Linked DNA regions of Gossypium arboreum: region 1 is linked to region 2. A link is a contact called in public Hi-C data. All regions are on one chromosome and are shown on one strand. Each heading gives the region's core, a stretch centred on a gene start, on an enhancer-like site or on the middle of the called end of the contact. The rest is flanking DNA. Distances are from core to core; before and after follow the strand shown.

The links. A called contact is a pair of places that touch in the nucleus more often than the background predicts.
Region 1: a Hi-C map of leaf shows a contact between it and region 2, with 3 times the contacts expected there. The contact joins the enhancer-like site here to the promoter of LOC108454196 in region 2. A contact is called at or near these places in 2 of 5 Hi-C or Micro-C datasets (both in leaf).

The regions. Positions count from the first base shown.
Region 1 is chr3:17,856,016-17,861,163 of ASM2569848v2, reverse strand. No RefSeq gene overlaps it. Among protein-coding and RNA genes, the nearest start is that of LOC108455311, 23 kb to the left of the region's middle. Within about 2 kb of position 2,398, at least 2 of the 2 cell types and tissues checked have an H3K27ac peak or open chromatin away from gene starts, as enhancers often do. A contact at or near this core is called in leaf, where this site is marked.
Region 2 is chr3:17,691,962-17,697,220 of ASM2569848v2, reverse strand. It overlaps LOC108454196 (chloroplast sensor kinase, chloroplastic), which reads left to right and starts at 3,523. Exons shown (of 7, transcript XM_017752573.2): 1 at 3,523-4,482; 2 at 4,677-4,742; 3 at 4,853-4,921; 4 at 5,036-5,128. The coding sequence starts at 3,571.

The DNA.
Region 1 (5,148 bases), core at 1,149-3,648, 170 kb before region 2:
GTTTAGTTGAACTGCGGCTCTTACACAAAGCTTTGCGTCAGAAATGGGAGATTGTATCCGACATATCTCGAGAACTCTTAATGGTGTTGTTGATCACATGACTAAATGTGCAGATACAGGTAGTTTTTTTATACGTTTATTTAGATCCCCACCGGCTTTGGTCATGAACTTATTGGGAAGAAATTGTAATATGTCTATTTCCTCTTGATGTTGATTTTATCTAATGTAAACGCTTAATGTTGTCCTTTTCTACAAAAAAAAAAAGAGTTATTAATTAAAAACTAAATTAAAAATAAGAAAACTTGAAAAAATATTTATTAATTAAAATGTTATTTAAAATAAAAATTGAAACAATATGAAATAAAATATACAAATGTGGTTAGAAGAGGAATCAAGCAACATGAAACAACCTAAATTGCTAATTAACTTTAAAACTGATATTTTTTAGCTAATTCTCTCGAAAATACATGAGTCAAACTGATTAAGAAAATTCTCAAAAATGAAAGTATTAAATCTTATCAAAGTTATAGCAATTATCGTAGTTATAAATTTTAATATTTATAATTTAAAGGTATTTATGGGTTGAGCTTAGTCTAAGCATGATAATAATTCCTTCTATATTTATTCATGCATAAAATGTGGATCTCAAATTTTGCTCAAGCCCACTAATATTTACAGATGGCTAATCCAAGCTTATTTCGGGCACGCCCATATTATTTTTTTAAAAAATGTTAAAAATATATTTATATTATTTTAATTTAATATTTAAAATGTTAACAATTTTTATTTTAAAATTTTCATATTTAATTATCTTAACAATTCTTAATGTTTACATTATAGTAGTATTATATATTACTATAGATTTAATTTTTTTGTTATAAATTATATAATATGTAAAAATAATGTACTATAAAATATTACAAACTTAGAAAATAGGTCGAGTTCGGGCTTAAACATTTAAGGCTCAAGTCTAACCCATATTTTAAACAAGTCTATTTTTTTGCCCAAACCCTCCAAAATTTCAAGAGGGCCTTCAAGCTTGAACAAGTAGCTTGACCCTTGAAAAAGTCTAGAATAATTATAAGCTTGAACAAGTAGCTTGACCCTTGAAAAGTCTAGAATAATTATACGCACAAAAATTTTGATTTATCAAATAGTTTATAATATTTTATGATTTTTATTATTTACACCTTGATTGCGGTCAATATCGATGAAAAAAAGTGAAAAAAAAAAACCTCTTTAGTTTCTCTCAAATTTGAATTTAAGTAAATTGGTCCCTCTAAAAAAACGAAGCAATTTAATCATTAACAATTTTGAAGGTGAGCATCAAAGGACAATTAATCGTAGTATTGATGTTTTTCTTCAATTTTATATAATTTTGATTGGTATAATAATAAATTTAGCCTTTAAAATTTACACAACCTGTATATTTTTATATAGCTAATTTTTTTAATATATTTTGGATTTATTGCAATTTTATACTTTTTAAATAATATTTTTAGAATCAAGACCAAATTGACAAAATATGTGAACATTGAGGCTCAATTTATTATTATATCATCAAAATTATATACAATTGACAGAAAACATTAATTGTTGTGATTAATTATCTTTAGTGGGTCACTTTCAAAATTGACATGAATCAAATTGTTCTGATTTTTTTAGAGAGACCAATTTATTCATTGAATTTAAGAGGGAGCGGCGAGGTATTTGTTTTTTTTGGGTAAACTACACTATGAGTCACTAAACGAGAGTTAAGTCATTGAACTATTTAAAAGTTTTTATTTAAGTTATTAAGCTATTAAGTTTTTTTTTTAAAGTTTTGCCAGCAAGCTCCAAGCGATGATTCGATGATCGATATAGTGGATCAGTATTTATCAATGAGAAGAAGAAAATACCTTAGATCTAAATCGATCTAACAATCCGTGTTGGAGATCGGAGAAAAAACTGTTTGAATTTTGATTCACAGATTCGTGACATTCAAATCTGTTTTATGAATAAAAACATAGAACCGTAAAAGAGGAGGGGAAAGAAAGCTTTCAATTGTTACAGTCAATGCCAATTGAGAAAGCCATATAACATCGATTTTAATAGCCTAATGACTTAAAATGAAAACTTCTGAATAGTTCAGAGATCAAATTATAACTTTTTTTAGTTAAATAACAAAAAAAAACTTATCTATAATTTAGTAACTAATGGTATAATTTACCCTTATTTTTTAGAAAAAAAGAAAAAAGAAAGCCTATTATGCGAGAGATTCCTTTGAGGAGAGCCAACATGGGATGGCAACCCTAACCAGTAACTAACTGCCTAATTCCATGAAGTTTTCCCTTTTGCATTTCACCCATTTATGACATTGCTCTCAGTTTGAGGTTAGAGCTGACGCCTCACAAAATACTGCTACATTTAAGCTAAAGGCATTACTGTGAATGGGGATGGAGAGTTAAAAGAATTGATTTCATATTAAATGGATATATATACCAACGGCATGGCGCATTGTTTGGACCAACCAATTGAAAGTGGGTTGTGATAGGGCAGGACCACTCCTTTTCTCGGATGTGACCATGCATTTTCTTTCATCTTCTAAAACAAACCGTTTCGAAAAGAAGGCCGACAGACAGACGACCCTTTTCTTTTACATAGCAATAACAATAGCAATAGCCATGGTCAGTGAGAACCAGTACACTTGTTATTGGGCTAGCTTTTTCCCTACCAACCTTAACCTAACTTTTAGGTCCCTGCTCCACCACCAAGCCCATTATTACCATCCTTCAGTTTACCTTAAAAGTCAAGCCATCAATTTAATCTAAAATATGATTTTTTGCCTTTTAAATTTACTTCAAATTTGTTTTAATTTATTTAGTCAAAGCTATGCTAAAATAGTGCTAAATCTACTTGTGACAAGCAAGTTGTCATGAGCCAGTAAGATATTTTCCTTTTTTCTCTTAATTTTGCATTTTTACTTTCTTGTTGGATTAATCACATCCACATGTAGATGTTCATTCACACATCATTGCACACAAAATGAAAAAAATTCTAAAAATTTATATGTATAATAACTTAAAATTACGAAAGCAAATATTGGGAAAGTGTTGTTGATTGGAGAATTATTGGAAAACTTCAAAAGTCGTCCAATTTGGCTCGTCAAATGCTGTCTAGTAATGACCATCTTCCAACTTTGTTTTGGGCCCTTGTGTTGTTGGTTACCAAACCCTAATCTCTTCACTTCTCTCTGCTTCTTAATCATCTTCTTCAAAGGACTTTGATGATTCTCAATGATTGCATGATGAACCAAAAAAATCACTCATGAATGTGATTTTCGTTCGACCTTCCAAGCCTATAGAAATAAGCAGAATACGGAGGAACTCATTGCATTATCAAAATTTGCTATTGCAGAACTGGGTTCTTGATTTGACACTAATGGCATCGATAATGAAGGGGATGATAGAATTGGGTTAAATATGAAAAGCCCATGCCTTGGACCTGATCCGAACAACCAATCATGAATATCCCAGAATACTTGTAATCCATTTTTTCCCACGTTAATCGACTCATTCCCTCTAAATTTTCATTGAAGATGCTTAACCTCAATCGCTAGTTTCCGATCCACTCTTATCTCCAATACTGGATCCATCCCATCAGAGCTGCATACCACTGATATATATCATGAAAGGCTCCCTTTTCATTAAACTTAACCCTCATTGTAAACTTCTTATTTCCAAATATATGTTCCCTTCTAAACACTAACATTGGTTCAATGAGAGATGGCCTGCAACCAGTCTTTCTATAAGCATCTTTCTTTTAATCACCCAAAAGTAAAACGCCTTCATCTTCGCAAACAAGGCAACGTAGTAATCTGATTGCGGCTCGGTCTCACCATTGAAATTGCCTGCCTTGAAGTCCCAAACCACATCAACAGTTGTACCATCAATGATGAAATACTTGGAGCCTTGTTTTCTCCAGAAATACCATGGCTTCGGCCAGTCCTTGAACCGAAACATATAGGCCATGAAGTAAAAGATGATGAAAAAATTGTAATTTTTAGAAATTTTGAGGCATATTCTTGATTGGTAAAAGTGGAGAGTTGAATAATAAAATTATGGTTTTATATTCAAGTTCATGAGACCTTTATAACGGTATATCATATGCTCAAAATGATTGAGTGATGAATGAGAAATTGATACTTAAAGCCCGTATCAATAATTATGATTTTACGTATGGACAATTCCTCAATATCTTGTTCATTCGCAACAAAATATTTTCTTTGTGCGGTGGTAAAAAAAAACATGCTTTTTTGGGGAGAGATACTATTTCACCTTCACCAATCGAGTCGCAGGTATTTAACATATTCATATCTAATGATTTTCCACAAAGTGGTGACGAAAGGTATAACTTGTACAAATCTTTCCAGTTTGCAATTCGATCCGATCCATTAGTTCGTAGAGCTATTTACTCGATTGCAGACATTTCTGGAACACCTCTTGTGAATATTTGTTGAGGAAAAGAGAAACTTAGATCCCACATTGGTTAAATACCAAGTGTGAGATATGTATATATATGAGAACCCACTTAAAAAATTATTGAATGTCTAAGCTGGAAACTTTGCCTTGAGAGTAAGGGAATATAGACCCAAAGATCTAGATGCTGTTTGACCCTAAGAAGGGCTTGCAAATATTTTAAGCCTAAAACGTAATTTATTTTTCTCAGCAAATATTATATAGAATCTATTTTAAAATGATAAATATCTTGATTTGATTTGATTTTATTTAAATTGATTTAAAGACTCTTTTAATGCAAATTTGTATATTTATTCATGGAAATTTTCAAAATTCCTCCATATTGAATGCCTATAAAAGCCTACTGCAGAATTCTTTAGAGACACACAACGGATTTTTCACTCTAAAAAATTCTTTTACTTTTCTCCTAATTTTTCAAACATTTTGGTGATAAAAGAAGGCAAGGTCTGTTCATTGATCACTGCAAAGGTACTATTGCTGCGACCATTTTGTTGTTGTATCCTGAGAGACAGGCGACCAACGTTTCTCCAAGTACCATAGTAGCAACCAAACCTGTCTTAAGGAAACTATGAAAACAGGCCTCAACATCTAGTAAAACTCGATTCCCTTATTCCATTTCTGGTTTTTCAAA
Region 2 (5,259 bases), core at 2,274-4,773:
CAACAATCTCTTTACAGTCACAATTAACCTCCACATTGGTAAAACCACAATCCTTAGCAGGTTTTAGTCCATTATACAATTCCTATAATTCAGCTTCCATGGCTGAAGATAACCCTAGTCAGTATGAAAAACCTATCAGCCAATGCCTTGTTTCATCTCAGATCAATCCAACAGCTAAGGGGAAACCATCTTTATTACTACATCAGACTACATTGAGCTTGACCTAACCCTCATTAGGTGGTAATCAACCAATGTAACTCACACAACTTGTGTTACCATGTAGCAATTAGATACAAGATTGCTTAGTATAACAACTCACACTCTCAAAAATAAATTTATTTCGTTGCTTTCGGAGTAACCAACAAACTACACCAAATAATATCTTTCAATCTAAACCCTCCTTATTAAACATTAGATTGCAGCTTAAATTACCACTAACCCAATTAGATAAAGAAAAGGAAAAAAAAACTTGGTGCTCTCAATTTCACAATCGTAGACATCATTATATTATATTCAACTAGTTTAGTTGTTGTTTAATAAGTATTTATATAGATCTTCATTATGTTAGCAAGTCTCGAAATATCTATGTAATTGAGATATGTATAGGTTATTGTAATGTTTTTTAGAGCACTTAATTTGTTCAAGTGAGGAATATTATTTTTGAGAGTGCAATTGATTGTCAAACATTTGTGTTGTGGTTTTACATGCTAAGTTTACAGTGGTGAACTTAATGGTGAGAGTACCAGCCTTCTTGGATACAAAAATGAGGAAATTATCACAAGGTGTGATAGATTTAGGTTCACTTATTGTAAGCATTGAAGATAATGGATATTTCTCACTGAGTTAGGCTCCATAGACATAAGAAATCGAACTACGTAAACAAAATTTGTTGTTCCCTAGTTTATTCTTTGTTTCATAGTGGTTGAAGAAGTGCCCACCTCCGTAGGTACTTCTTCTGTGTCTTAGCTTGTGCTTGCAACTGTTTTCAAGTCAACAATTTTCACATACAAAAAGTGTCAACCTTTTGTGGCATTACAACGCCTTGAAAACTTCAATGGTTGAAAATTCGTGAAGTGTCGAAAAATTTGTGACGTTTTGAGATATTAAATTGAAAGGTTTTCCAAGAATGGATATCGAGTTATTTCCATAAATTAATATAAGTGATTTTTCATTAATAATTTAGATTTAATTAGTTGAAATTGAGGAATTAGAAACTTGGCCTATGAACTATTTTGTCATAAAGGGAAACTTTAGTGGTCAAATGTCTAAGAAATAAATTCATGATTTAGGAAATAAGAGAGAGGCTTATGTGTTAAATATCATAGAGATTAAATAGCTAATTTCTCATGAGATGAATTAGAGGGAGAGTTAGTTATTTCCCACTCAAATTCATACCAATGCTAGAGAAAACTACTATTTTTCTCTTTATTTTCTCTTCAATCTTGGAGCAAAATCAAGCAATCAAGGAAGATAAGTTAGATTTCTAGTGATTTCTTCATCTAATTAAAAGAGTTTTTAGATTTGATATTTTTTATGGCAAAAAAAAAGAAGATTCTTTTTTTCTCTTTTCACGCTAACTTCTTTATGTAATAAAGGAAAATGCTGGTGGTCAAATGTTTAAGGATTAAATTATGATTTTAGAAATAAGAGAGGGGTTTATGCGTGAAATATCCCAAAGATAACTTAGAGAGAGAGTTAGTTCTTTCCCACTCAAATTCACGCCAAAGCTAAAGAAAACTACTAAGGAATTTTTTTGTCTCAATTTTCTCTTCAATCTTGGAGCAAAATCAAGCCAACAATGAAGGTAAGTTAGATTTCTAGTGATTTCTTCATCAAATCAAGAGAGTTTATAGATAGTTGAACAAGTTTTTATTTTATCTCTTTTTCACACCACCTTCTTTTGGAAAAAGAGTGTGTGTTGATTTTTATAATTTCTTGATGAATTTTGAGGCAAGCTTGTGTTAATGTGATACAAAAGACATCGAAGCTATACAACATATTGTCTTAGATATGATGATCATTCGGGACCCTTGGAGCTTTTTTTCTACCCAGCCTAAGCTACATGGCATGCTTTACTCTTTCATTATGACCTAAATCCAATGAGATTTCCTTCCTTTGTGCAATGGTGGATTTCAGCACAAAAATGCTTGCCTCCTTTAACTCTTTTCTTGGTCCCAAGTTCATTGCTTCATTTGTTAGGAGATTAGGAAAGCCTACAATACCGTTATTTTCAAAGGAAAAAAAAGGACTTGGTTCAGGTTGGGAACGAAGCCTTTAAAGGATATTTGGACTTTCTTGCCTCAAATCTTCCTTCGTTCTCATTTTTCCCTCCACCACCTCTTTTTTGACATGGATTTCTCCCCTAGAACGCAGTTTAAAGATTAATTGTGGCACAAATTTCTCTTCTTTGACCTCTACTACTGGTATTGTCACATTTGTCGGAGACAACCTAAGGTGTGTAGTTTCTGGAGCTAATGTGCTAGTCTACTCTTCTTCTATTTTAGCAACAAAAGCCTCCTCTTTAAGGCTTGGCTCAAAACTTCTACACTCTTATCATTGACAAAGCGCCATTTTAGAATCTGATAGCATGCTCTGCATTGATGTTTTAAACTTGGATTCAGATCATTCTTAGGAACCATCTGCAGTCCTAGACAACATTCTCATTTAGCATGTGAATTGCTAAACCAACCTTATATGAAACCTTTCCGTTGAATTGTGTTCGCATACCTTCAATGGATTTATGACATTTTATAAAAATAATATTAAGAAATAATTAATTACAAAAATAGGATGGAAGAAAAATTAATTATGAAAATGGCTCTTTTGATACAATGCACGACGGTGCCGCTTGACACACCGGTGACACCATTCCACTTTTCGGCCAATGATAAAGCAATTAGTGCATTTAAAAAAAATTGGTAACACCACTTTGTCAGGCGGCACAGATATGTATTTTTAAAAAATACATAAAAAAATATAGACAGTGAAAAAGAAAAAAAATTATGAGTGTCACTTAACAAATCGACGGCATTACTTATTTCTTTAGCTATTGTTTCACTTGTTTCATTGATGTCCTTCAACGCTTCTTTCACCTTCTCTCTTGTTCCATCACTAACATTACCAGGGTCTTTTCCTCCTGTGCCTCTAAAACTAACATTATGTTTAGTAACATCTTTTTTTTGTCAATCAAAATTTCTTTATAAAAAATTAAAGTAGTGCTGTCGGACTCTTAGGAGGCACCTATAAATTTATTTTTTCTTCAATGCACATTTTAAAATACAAATATTTTTAAAAAAAAAATTGTTATTGGCTGATGATAACTGAAAAGTGAGGGTGATATCATCAATTTATCAGGCGACACGGATAAATACAGTAAATTCATATCATAATTAATTGTTGTTGCATACTTTTTATGTAATTAATTAATTTTTAATTACGAATGATAAGCATATTAAAAAAACAAAAAAGCAGCTAAAACGTAGTCGTTTAATAAATATCAGCATTGAAACACCGTTATCATTTGATTTAATTTTTGTTTTTGTTGTTATCCATCCAGTCCAGTCCACACTTATGGCAGGCTTGGTGGTTCCACCAATGCTTCTCTCTGCAACAACATCCCAACTCCCTCTTTCCCCGCCTAACTCCTCCACCAACCAAACCCTTCCACGTGCCCCCCTCTACCACCTCTCCTCCTCTCTTCCCAAACCCCCTCTCAAACACCTCAACCTCAACTCCACCTCCCTCCACCACGTCTCCGCCCCCACCCTCCCCGACGACGATGAATCCCCCCAAGCCCAACCCGCCATGGTCTCCTCCGCCTCTGCCGTCTCCGCTGCCATCCGTAAAGCCTCCACCTCCCCCGTCGACTTCACTCAAAGAATCGAGAAAAACGACCACCGCAACCACAAATTAATCATGCCTACCCCAGACTTCCAGCGCCTCTGCCTCGAACAACTCGACCTCTTTCGCCGTATCGTTGACCACGACGCTGTTCTCTCCGTTTATGTCAGGCCTGCCGGTAGTTACGTCATGGACCAGCTGGAGTTACGTCGGGTTACCTCGTATCCGGGAGTCGAAGCCGCCGACATTTTGTTTTTAGTCGGAAACTTCACTGTCCCCGCAGGACTGCGTGCCGCTGAAGCGGCGCTGTCAAGTCAACAAATGGAGGTTGTGGGGGAGCATAGAGCGGTGGTATTTCCTATGGTGAAGCAGCCGTTCGTGGTGGGCTTCTTGGTGGCGGAGCTCCCGGGGATGGAGAAGGTGCCGCAGGGGAGTGGAAGTGGGGACATGGTTCGTTTTCCGACTCCTGAGGAGGCTTACGCGTTGTCTTCTCCTTCTCCAGGACTGGGTATGAAAAAATCGTGGGAAATTCAGTCTCTTGAGAATGAAGCCATGAGGCAAAATGACATCTTTACTGTTGACGAGAGTTCCAATGCCATCAATATATCTCGAACTTTAGCAGTGGCTTATGTTATGGATCAGGTTAGTCACTCACGTCATATTTCTTCTTATCTTTATACTACCAATAATTTATACAAATGCTTCATTGCCATTATCAAGCGAAAAAAGAATTTAGCTTTGCCATGTTATGTTGTATGTATGTAGGAACTTAATGTGATTTTACTTGTGTGTCTTGAGTCAATGCAACTTTTATATTAATCGTATTTCTTCCGTAGAAAGCTATTTTATTACAGCAATCGACATGGCAAAACAATGTCAGAATGGGTGCTCTGGTTGAGCAGGTATAATGTGTTGCCTGCTGTACATACATTTCCTTCTTCTTCTTCTTTTTTTTTTTTTTATTGTTCAAGTTATTATGGTTTTTCCTTTAAATTTCAAAATTTTCTTACAGATTCGCGGTCCTCTTTCCAGCATTAGGACGTTAAGTAAAATGCTATCCACTCATGTCAAAGAACATGAGGTTAGTCCTTGAACCATCTGAAAAAATGTTGATCCTACTTTTCGGTTTTAAGTGTTTCATTCTGCAATTCTTTCGACTGTTACATATTTAATTAAGGAAAGCATACTCTTGTAGATTTCTCACGACATTGTTGAAGACATATTGGTGCAAGGTGACTGTATCAGCGGCACCCTTCAAGAGCTACAAGATGCTGTTTACTTGACAAAGGTCATTTTTCTCTCAAAGCATGTAGAGATACACACATTAAGACTGTTGCTGCTTCTTCTCCTTTTCATTTTTCTTCTTTTGACGATTCAGAATGTCTTTCTTTCTTTTGGTTGATGTGATACAATAGCTCT